Linked DNA regions of Mus musculus: region 2 is linked to region 1. A link is a contact called in public HiChIP or PLAC-seq data. All regions are on one chromosome and are shown on one strand. The core of a region is the stretch at or near the end of the contact, and the rest is flanking DNA. Distances in the headings are between cores, read along the strand shown. Region 1 overlaps Bnip5 (BCL2 interacting protein 5). Region 2 has its middle 23 kb from the start of Gm26885.

Region 1 (4,640 bases), core at 384-2,883:
AGGGTGCTGTATCTCATGGCGCTGGATGGTTGTAAGCTGCCTGCTGGGAACAGGGCTTGTTTTACCACTGAGTGCTCGCTCCAAACCTTGGACATTGTCTCTTATCTGTAAGAACGACTATCCAGGCTGTAGAATATTTGTTATGAGTTCCCGATGCTGGCATCCAAGTCTGGTTTTTATACTGTGTTGTTTGAACCAATAAAGACACTGACTCAAAGTGTGAACCGGATCTTTTCAGGGAAGCTAGGTCATCTTGCTCCACCCAGTGGAGACAAAATGGCTGCCCCCGTGTTCCATCTAGAAGAGACCAGATGGCCGCCACCAGCCCCCATCCAGGACAGTCCGAGCTAGTGGGGCCAGCCTCCCTGTCCCTGTCCTGGGTTCTCTCTGGCTCAACTTTAGAGTGACACCATGCTGACACAGTAATAAAAGGGGTGCTAGGTTGGGTGGTCATGAGCTCAGGGCTTCCCATCCGATCCCAGGCGGGTAATGTCAGAAATGAGATATTGCTGTCCTAACCTGACTCCTGAGGCAGAGAGAGGCTGGGTCAGCCATCGTTCTTTTTGATTACTTGATGAAGCTGGTGTGACTTAGCACAGGTGTGGAGAAAGGGTTTGAGGCCGCTCTCTGCTATGTGTCTGAATGGGAAAAGGACGGCATGGTTGAGGGGACGTTTACTGTAGATATGAATGACAGAGAAGCCAGAGGCATCTGGGAGAGTCCAGACTGCACATGGCTAGCAGACTGACGCAGACCATGAGATGGCGGTGGGAATCCATAGAGGAAGGAGGGGCTGTGGACCAAAAGAGAGGCCACATAGCCAAAATGGCTGGTTATATATACAGGAATGGGAGAATCTGGGGTAAGGGGAAGAAAGCTCTGGCGTTGGAGAGAATGCGGGTAGGGGGGCGGGGCATGCCAGGCAGGACGAGTCTGTAACAGGCACTTGTGAGTATGGACTGAGCCAGAGTCTGCCTTGGTGTGTTAAATAGGCACCTCAGCCATTTGTCCCGGGTTTCTCTGAGACCTCACAATATCCAGTTTGAATTCAGCCTGGGTTGTAAGGGTTCAGCATGTGGGAAGCTACATACGCCATTACAAGATGGCGCTGGCTACCGCTGGCCACCGCCCATAAGTTCGGGTAAACAACCAATGTGCGCATGTGCATAAGGGTTTTGCGCCACGTCACAGCCCATCCTGGGGAATGTAAATGAGACACTGAAACACAACCAATCAAGTATAGGCCACTCCTAGGCCTATACAAGCAGCGCCAGTTCTGGGCTGGGGACTTTTGCCTTCTCTATCAAGCTCTCCCAATAAACGTGTGCAGAATAATCCTGTTGTGGCGTCTTCCTTGCTGGTGAGTCGGGCGTCCACAAGTGGTGCGGAAACCCGGGAACGAAACATCTTCAGGCATGAGCAAAGACCCCCTGTTACAGGGAGGATTCAGAACTGCATCACGGGGAAGGAGTAACGTACGTCTTTGAGAGGTGTGCTTCCCTTTGGAGTAGATCCTTTAACAGTTGCTTGTCTCATTCTAGTCATCTTTATAGTAGTCCTGATTCTGTGCTATTGCCTTAATTGCCATCGTCCAGGGCATGAGTGTGTTTGCTGGGAAGGGAAACTGAAACCAGGCATTTCTGCTTTGAAAACTAATTAGGGCTTGTATACAGGATAAGAAGTGTGAAAAAGAGGGACAAAGACTGTTACAGGAACATCAGGAAAGTATGTCAGAAACAGAGAAAGATGTGAGAGCAGGAGTGCGCAGAAAACAAAAACTAGAAAAGGAAAAGAAGAGTCAAAAGGATAAAGAAAAAAAGGAGACCAAAAAGGGGGGTGGAACGGAGATCAAGCCCATCATTAACTGATCTAGAACAGCTTGAACTTTCGAGCTCAGAAGATTCTGAACTAGCTACAGAGGAGGAGGAGGAGCTAGAAGAGGTTGCTGCAGCTTATGAGTCGGAACGGTATGGCCCGATAGAGTCAGCTCCCAGTGTCCCTCCACCTTCTCCACCTTATTCTAAGAAAACAGGAAGTGATACTGGAAGCAGCCACTCCTTTGGTACTCCAGCAGTACGAAGGAAGTTGAGACAGATGTTTCCGGTGTTTGAGGACCAAAATCAGGGTAGATATTATGAACCCTTGGGGCACAAACAAGTAAAAGATTTAGCAGAGTCGGTGAGGACCTATGGAGTCAATGCATCTTTCACCCAATCTCAGGTAGAAAGGCTCGCTCACACTGCTATGACACCCAATGATTGGATGAGTGTTGTTAAAGCATGCTTAACTATGGGACAATATCTAGATTGGAAATCTATCTGGCATAATGTTAGCGCTAATCAGGCCTGTGCCAATGCAGCAACAGGGCAACTGGCATGGAGTTTCGAAATGCTTACAGGACAAGGACAATGGGCAAATAATCAAGTAGGTTATCCAGTGCAGGTCTATGAAAAATTAATAATACAGCTATAAAGGCATGGAAAGGTCTGCCTAATAGGGGGGAAGTATCAGGAAATTTGACAAAAGTAATTCAAGAAATGAATGAGCCATTTTCAGATTTTGTAGCCCGTATGATGGAGGCAGCCAGAAGAATATTTGGTGATTCTGAAGCAGCTATGCCATTGATAGAACAACTAGTTTATGAGCAATGCACAAAGGAGTGTAGGAATACAATAACACCTTGGAAGGGAAAGGGCCTGCAGATGTGGGTGAAGGCATGCAGAGAGATAGGAGGGCCATTGTCTAATTCAGGTCTAGCCGGAGCTGTATTATCGGCTCAGAGATCAAAAGGAATAACTTGCTACAGTTGTGGACAGACAGGACATATACAAAGACAATGCCCTAGGGATAGAAGGAGTAAACCTGAAAAGAAGGTGCCAGGCATCTGCCCAAAGTGTGGTAAAGGAAAGCATTGGGCTAATGAGTGTAGATCGGTCAAGGACATAAAAGGGAGACTGATACTTCAAAATAATATGCAACAGTCAAAAAACGAGACAGGGGGCCCGCGTCCCCAGGGCCCACAAATGTATGGGGCGTTCCAGACCACAGTGTCTATGAGGCCACCCAAAGACCGAGGAGAACCACTCCGGGTTCAGCAGGATTGGACATCTGTGTCACCTCCAGAGTAATTCTTACACCCCAAATGAGATGCTGGAAGGAAAGGAAAAAAGAAAAGGGTGTGGGAAGCCGTTGCAGAGTGGCAGTTACAGAGTGGCAGTTGCAGAGTGGCAGTTGGCTACTGCTGGCCACCACACATACATAGGCAGTAAAGGTTCTTTTGCCAAGATGAGAGAGAAGTTAACCAATAAGATGTAGGCATGCAAATGAGGTGATTAGCATAACCCAAGCACAACCAATCCGGGTGTGAGTCACGCCTCTCCTAGGCCTATATAAGCAGCACCAGTTCTGGGCTTCGGGTCACTTCGCCTCTGCAATCAAGCTCTCCCAATAAACGTGTGCAGAAGGATCCTGTTGCAGCGTCGTTCTTCCTGGCCAGTCGGGTGCTCGCAAGAAAAGGGAAAGGAAAAGAAAGGACAAGTTAAGGTTCACGGTTTTGGGACAAATTGCACCAAGCACCATGGGGACTTGAGGTTTGCAGAGGAACAGGGGGTTTTAAAGATGTGGCACAGAACTCCAGAGAGATAATGAGGCGCTGAATCAGGTGAGAGAGGAGCGCTCTCAATTGGTTTGGGCGAGAGCGTCTGTTTGTGTTTCCTCAGGATCATCGACAACAGCTGTGGTTCCCAGAACGGCTGACCAGAGCAATTTAAGGCAAGCAGAGCTATGAGGACGTGGGTGTTCCTGTGGCTGGGGGTGCTCCCGCTAGTGAGAACTGAAGTGCTCTGTGTTCCTGAAACATTGACGCATTCGGGTGTTTCCTCAATTCTTTACATCTAATGCCAGATTTTAAGCCTTAATGGAACTCGAATAGAACCCATCATTGTTGGCAATTTTAACCTCTTGGCTTACCTCTGCATTTTCCTACTTTAAGGAGTGGGTGAGAGTTGTTCTTTTTGGCGCTGCCATATGCTGTGGATTGGTATTCATGCTTTGGTTGGTTTGCAAGTTCAGATCTCAATAGAAACATGACAAGGTGGTCATCACCCAAGCACTCATGGCCATTGAACAAGGGGCCTCCTCTGAAGTATGGTTATCCATGCTACATAAATAATAGGCATTCGAGTCCTTAGCTCTAGCACCCCACGGGTCTGTGTACCCATTGCACTGGGATGAGTAAGACTCGATTTCCTTGATCAGCCCTTGCACATCGCTGAGGCTATGCCCATTGCACGCGATAGGGTGATCATGGTCTGCCAAAAAACGAGATCCTTCTTGATCGTTGCAAGCTGAAGAGGCTAGCGACTAGATCGTTGGATTAGGCCATAATAATAAAAAAGGAGGAGATGTGGGAAGCCACATATGCCAGTACAAGATGGCGCTGGCTACTGCTGGCCACCGCCCGAAAGTTCGGGTAAACAACCAATGTGCGCATGTGCATAAGGGTTTCACGCCATGTCACAACCCATCCCGGGGAATGTAAATGAGATACTGAAAGCACAACCAATCAGGTATAGACATGACACTCTTAGGCCTATTCAAGCAGCGCCAGTTCTGGGGCTCAGGGTCTTTCGCCTTCTCTA
Region 2 (5,113 bases), core at 1,338-3,837, 620 kb before region 1:
CCTCCCGAGTGCTAAAGGCTCAGACTTAGGGTTCTATTCATGCTGGAAAAACACTCAACTTAGTGTTTTTCTAAAAGTCATTTATCAACAAACAAATAAACAAACAAATGCTGGTTGAATTGGGATATCACTATGTAGCCCCAGCTAGCCTGAAACTTATGTAGACCAGGCTGTCCGGGAACTTACAAAAATCTACCTACTTCTGCCTCCTGAGTGCTGGGACTGAAGGCATGTGCCACCTCAACCTGCTTTAAAAAGTTATCTCTATTTTTTTTTAAATCGTGTGCACTCGGGTTTGAACACATGAGTCCAGGTTCCCAGGAAGGCCAGAAGAGGCTGTTGGAGTCCCTGGAGCTGAGTTCTGGGTGGTTGTGAAACACCAGGGTTAGGTGCAGGGAACCAAATTTGGTTTCTGTAAGAACAATGTGTGCTCTTAGCCAGTGAGCCATCTCTCCAGGCCTCCAAGGAAAGAGTATGTAAAAGCTCACTGCTGAGAGCTGGTGTGCACCTATCATCAGCAAGGAACCACTCCTGTGGCCTGTGTTTCACACCCAAGTGTAATGTTATAGTCTTATACCCACTGTCCTTACAGGTCGGCCTTGCATGCAGTGCTACAGAGTACTAGAGGAAGTGACATGGCCAGGCCACATATAAAAGCAGGACTTAGGTCACACTGGCTGAGCTCCTGAAGAAGCAGCAGCATGTCCTATCTAGTACCTTCCATATTTTTTTAAAGATTTATTTATTTCATTTATATGAGTACATTGTTGCTGTCTTCAGACATACCAGAAGAGGGCATCACATCAGATCCCATTCCAGATAGCTGTGAGCCACCATGTGGTTGCTGGGAATTGAACTCAGGACCTCTGGAAGAGCGGTCAGTATTCTCAACCACTGAGCCATCTCTCCAGCCCCATATATTTTATTTTATTTTTTTAAAGATTTATTTATTTAGGGCTGGCAAGATGGCTCAGTGGTTGAGAGTACTGACCGCTCTCCCAGAGGTCCTGAGTTCAATTCCCAGCAACCACATGGTGGCTCACAACCATCCGTAATGAAATCTGATGCCCTCTTCTGGAATATCTGAGGACAGCTACAGTGTACTTACATATAATAAATAAATAATTTTTTTTTGAGACAGGGTTTCTCTGTGTAGTCCTGGCTGTCCTGGAACTCACTCCGTAGCCCAGGCTGGCCTCGAACACAGAAATCCGCCTGCCTCTGCCTCCCGAGTGCTGGGATTAAAGGCGTGTGCCACCACTGCCCGGCTAAATAAATTTTTTTTAATTATTTATTTATTATATATACAGCATCCTGCCTGCATGTAAGCCTGCAGGCCAGAAGAAGGCCTCAGATCTCATTACAGATGGTTGTGAGCCACCATGTTGCGGCTGGGAATTGAACTCAGAACCTCTGGAAAACCAGTTAGTGCTCTTAACCACTGAGCCATCTCTCCAACCCTTCTATACACTTCTTGGTTTTTTTTGTTTTGTTTTGGTTTTTTTTTTTGTTTGTTTGTTTTTTGTTTTTTTCGAGACAGGGTTTCTCTGTATAGCCCTGGCTGTCCTGGAGCTCACTTTGTAGACCAGGCTGGCCTCGAACTCAGAAATCCTCCTGCCTCTGCCTCCCGAGTGCTGGGATTAAAGGCGTGGGCCACCACGCCCGGCTTTCTATACACTTCTTAACTCCTAATATGCAGCAGCCTCAATGGAGAGTGGGATAGTAGGGTTACCTTATATCCTATCTAGTACCTTTAAACCTTGTCTCAGAAAACTACGTACATAAACAAATGAACAAATAAGTAGCCTTCTAAACATTGGCATGGTGGTGGTGTGGGCCTGGAAACTGTGTTTGGTGATTGGAGGTATGGGATCAGGAGTTCAAACTCTTCCCCATCTGTATGTTCATGTTTCGGGCTAGCCTGGGCTGCTTGAGACCATATGCTGTGTAGGAACAACAAAACAAAAGTGTTTGAAGCCAGATACGGTGGGGTTCACGTTCTGTCTCGGCACTGTCTCGGCACTGGGAGGCTGAGGAAGTCCAATGTCTGTGCGTTAGAAGATAACCTTGTCTACAGAAAGAGTCCTAGTCTACATTAGACCTATAAGACCGTGTCTCAAAAAATAAAGTGAAGTAAAAGAAGTGTCTGGGAGTGGAGATCTGTTCGTCCCCGTGGGGCTGTGCATGGGGGCCAGAGGCAGATGTCAGATGTCCATGATCACTCTTCTTTATCCCCTCAAGATGGTCTCTCCTACACCAGACTGGAGTTTGCTATTGCCTGGCTACACTGCCTAAGCTGTCTAAAAACCTCAGAAATCCTCCGGCCTCAGTACCGGGATTCCAGGTGCACACCATGCTCCAGACTGGCTTCTGTGATCTGAACTCAGGGTCACATGCTTTGGCAGCTCTTACCCACCGAGCCATTCTCCCCAACACTATTCGTTTGAATCACATTCCTCCCAGCCCTGAACACTCCTCCTACTGTGTACTCACCGAATTCAGAATAGCGAGCAGTCTAACTCCTTTTCCCAATAAACTGCGAGAAATTCATTTGGACCTGGGGCAGTTCTTCAAATGACCACTAGGTGGCAATCGGCGACAAGTTTCCAGTTAGCACTGCCGGCCAAAACAAGATTCTACAAACAGTATTGAAACCTACAACAGGATTTAATCCCTGCCCCGGTGTCTTCAGCCCAGTCACAGCAGAAGTGAGGAGGCTGGAAACCAGAAATAAACTCGATTAAGAGAAACTTGAGCCGGGCCAGGTGTAAGCGGGTCATTCCACCAGCTGACGACCCTAAGGCAGGAGGGTCAAAAAGTTCCAGGCCTACCGGAATTCGAACTCCAGCAATTTGGTGAGACTGTATAACAAAATAAAAAGCAAAAAGATGGCTGGGCCCGAAAGCACAAAAGATGGCTCCTCAGATTAAAAGTGTTTGCTGCAGGGTCCAGGCAGCCTGAGTTCAACCCTGGAAACCTCATCCTAAAGCTGTCCTTTGACATGTACACACAGGCACACACGCACACACACACACACACACACACACACACACACACACACACACACCATAGCACCCATGTGCCTATACACACACACAGTAATAATAAGAATAAATAGATGGGGGCTGGAGATGCTCAGCGGGTAAGAGCACTGACTACTCTTCCAGAGGTCATGAGTTCAAATCCCAGCAACTACATGGTGGCTCACAACCATCCTTAATAAGATCTGATGCCCTCTTCTGGTGTGTCTGAAGACAGCTACAGTGTACTTAGATATAATAATAAATAAATCTTAGGAAAAAAATAAATAGATATGTTTAGCTTTTTAAAGAGACACTAGAAGGTACTTGGTGTGGGAAACTCTAAGGTTCAGTATACAAAAATGAGCTGTGTAGCCTTGGCTATCCTGGGACTCTCTCTGTAGACCAGGCTGGCCTCGAACCTACAGAGATTCATTCACCTGCCTTGGCCTGTGAAGGTGTGTGTCTCCCATTTTCTTTTCTTTTTAAGATTTATTTTATGTATGTGAGTACACTGTTGCTCTCTTCAGAAAGAAGAGAAGAGGGCTTCCAATCCCGTTATAGATGGTTGTGAGCCGCCATGTGGTTGCTGGGAATTGAACTCAGGACCTCTGAAAGAGCAGTCAGTGCTCTTAACCGCTGAGCCATCTCTCCAGCCCCATGTGCCTCCCATATTCTCCACTCTATCACCTTCTGGGGAAGCCTTCACACTTCCACTAAGGCTGCTTCTGTTAGGGAGGCCCTCCCACTTCTACTCCTGACCTCTCCAGCCCCACCCCATCTCCGCAGCCTGTCACAGGTGGCTACCCCCTCTTCGGCCAACAAGTGTCGCTCTTGGCTCACGGACTCCAATCTAGCTGGCTCCTGCTTCTTCCCTTTCTACCACCCTTCCTCCCCTGGCTTCAGTCCCCAGGCCTCAGTCCCACCTCCCCTGGGCTTCACTCTGCACTGATGACCCAAGCCCTCCCCCATCCCTTCGGTTTTGACCTCTCTGAAATCCACTTTGTTTATGTAACTGCTTCCACTAAGACCGGTCCACCGGTCACGGAGCTCAGCAAGAGCAGGTCAGTACCTATGCCCTGGGAACAAACAGAGCCTAGCAAAGAGATAAGCGGTCGCTTACAAGGTGAGGGTCAGAGGAGAGAATCGATTCCCACAGGTTGCCCTCTGACCCCAGCCCTCTCACGGTGGATGGCCAGCCCACATCCATACATTCGCACTCATGAGTAAATGAGTGTAATTTTATCTTTTTTGTTTGGTTGGTTGGTTTTTGGTTTTTCGAGACAGGGTTTCTCTGTATAGCTCTGGCTGTCCTGGAACTCACTCTGTAGACCAGGCTGGTCTCGAACTCAGAAATTCACCTGCCTCTGCCTCCAGAGTGCTGGGATTAAAGGCGTGCACCACCACGCCCAGCCGTAATTTTACATTTTAATGCAAAGTCTATTTATGAGGCTTACTGTTGGGGACGGGTATAGTGGCACAGGCCTTTCACTCTAGGGCTCAAGCCACAAAGGTAGGTCAGCCTGATCCCCATGGAGAGTTCGGGGACAGCCAGGACTACACAGAGACCCAGACTCAAAACAAATGAACGCGCTTGTCTACTCCAAGGATCTGACGCTGCTGCCGTCTGGCTTTGAAAGGTACCCGAGCTCGAGCACACATGTGCACATGCAGACACACACATAATTTACAATTTAAAAAAGGGAGCTAGAGAGGTGGCTCAGCGGTTAAGAGCACTTACTGCTCTTCCAGAGGCCCTGAGTTCAAATCCCAGCAACCGCATGGTGGCTCACAACCATCTCTAATGAGTTCTAATGCCCTCTTCTAGTGTGTCTGAGAAGAGCTACAGTGTACTCACATACATAAAATAAGTAAATCTTTAAAATAAAATAAAATAAGTCACTGGATGGTGACTTATTTTAAGTCACTTTTAATATTAAGCACTTGGGAGGCAGAGGCAGGCAGATCTCTGAGTTGGAGGCCAGCCTGGTCTACAGAGAAAGTTCCAGGACAGCCAGGGCTACACAGAGAGACCCTGTCTCCAAAGTAAATAAATAATAAATAAATAAATAAATAAATAGATAAATTAGTCT

The links. HiChIP or PLAC-seq counts read pairs in DNA pulled down with a chosen protein or histone mark.
Region 2: an H3K27ac HiChIP or PLAC-seq map of large pre-B cells shows a contact between it and region 1, with 5 times the contacts expected there. The contact joins two enhancer-like sites. A contact is called at or near these places in 1 of 39 promoter capture datasets (pre-B cells), 5 of 484 Hi-C or Micro-C datasets (the G1E-ER4 cell line, cardiomyocytes and embryonic stem cells), 1 of 115 datasets of contacts at active chromatin or transcription factors (large pre-B cells) and 1 of 9 other capture datasets (embryonic stem cells).

Annotation. Positions count from the first base shown.
Region 1 is chr17:28,891,969-28,896,608 of GRCm38.p6, reverse strand. It overlaps Bnip5 (BCL2 interacting protein 5), which reads left to right. Exons shown (of 12, transcript NM_172450.3): 12 at 1-214. Among named protein-coding and RNA genes, the nearest start is that of 1700030A11Rik, 11 kb to the left of the region's middle. Within about 2 kb of position 1,633, at least 86 of the 459 cell types and tissues checked have an H3K27ac peak or open chromatin away from gene starts, as enhancers often do. A contact at or near this core is called in the G1E-ER4 cell line, where this site is marked.
Region 2 is chr17:29,512,090-29,517,202 of GRCm38.p6, reverse strand. No RefSeq gene overlaps it. Among named protein-coding and RNA genes, the nearest start is that of Gm26885, 23 kb to the right of the region's middle. Within about 2 kb of position 2,587, at least 61 of the 459 cell types and tissues checked have an H3K27ac peak or open chromatin away from gene starts, as enhancers often do. A contact at or near this core is called in the G1E-ER4 cell line, where this site is marked.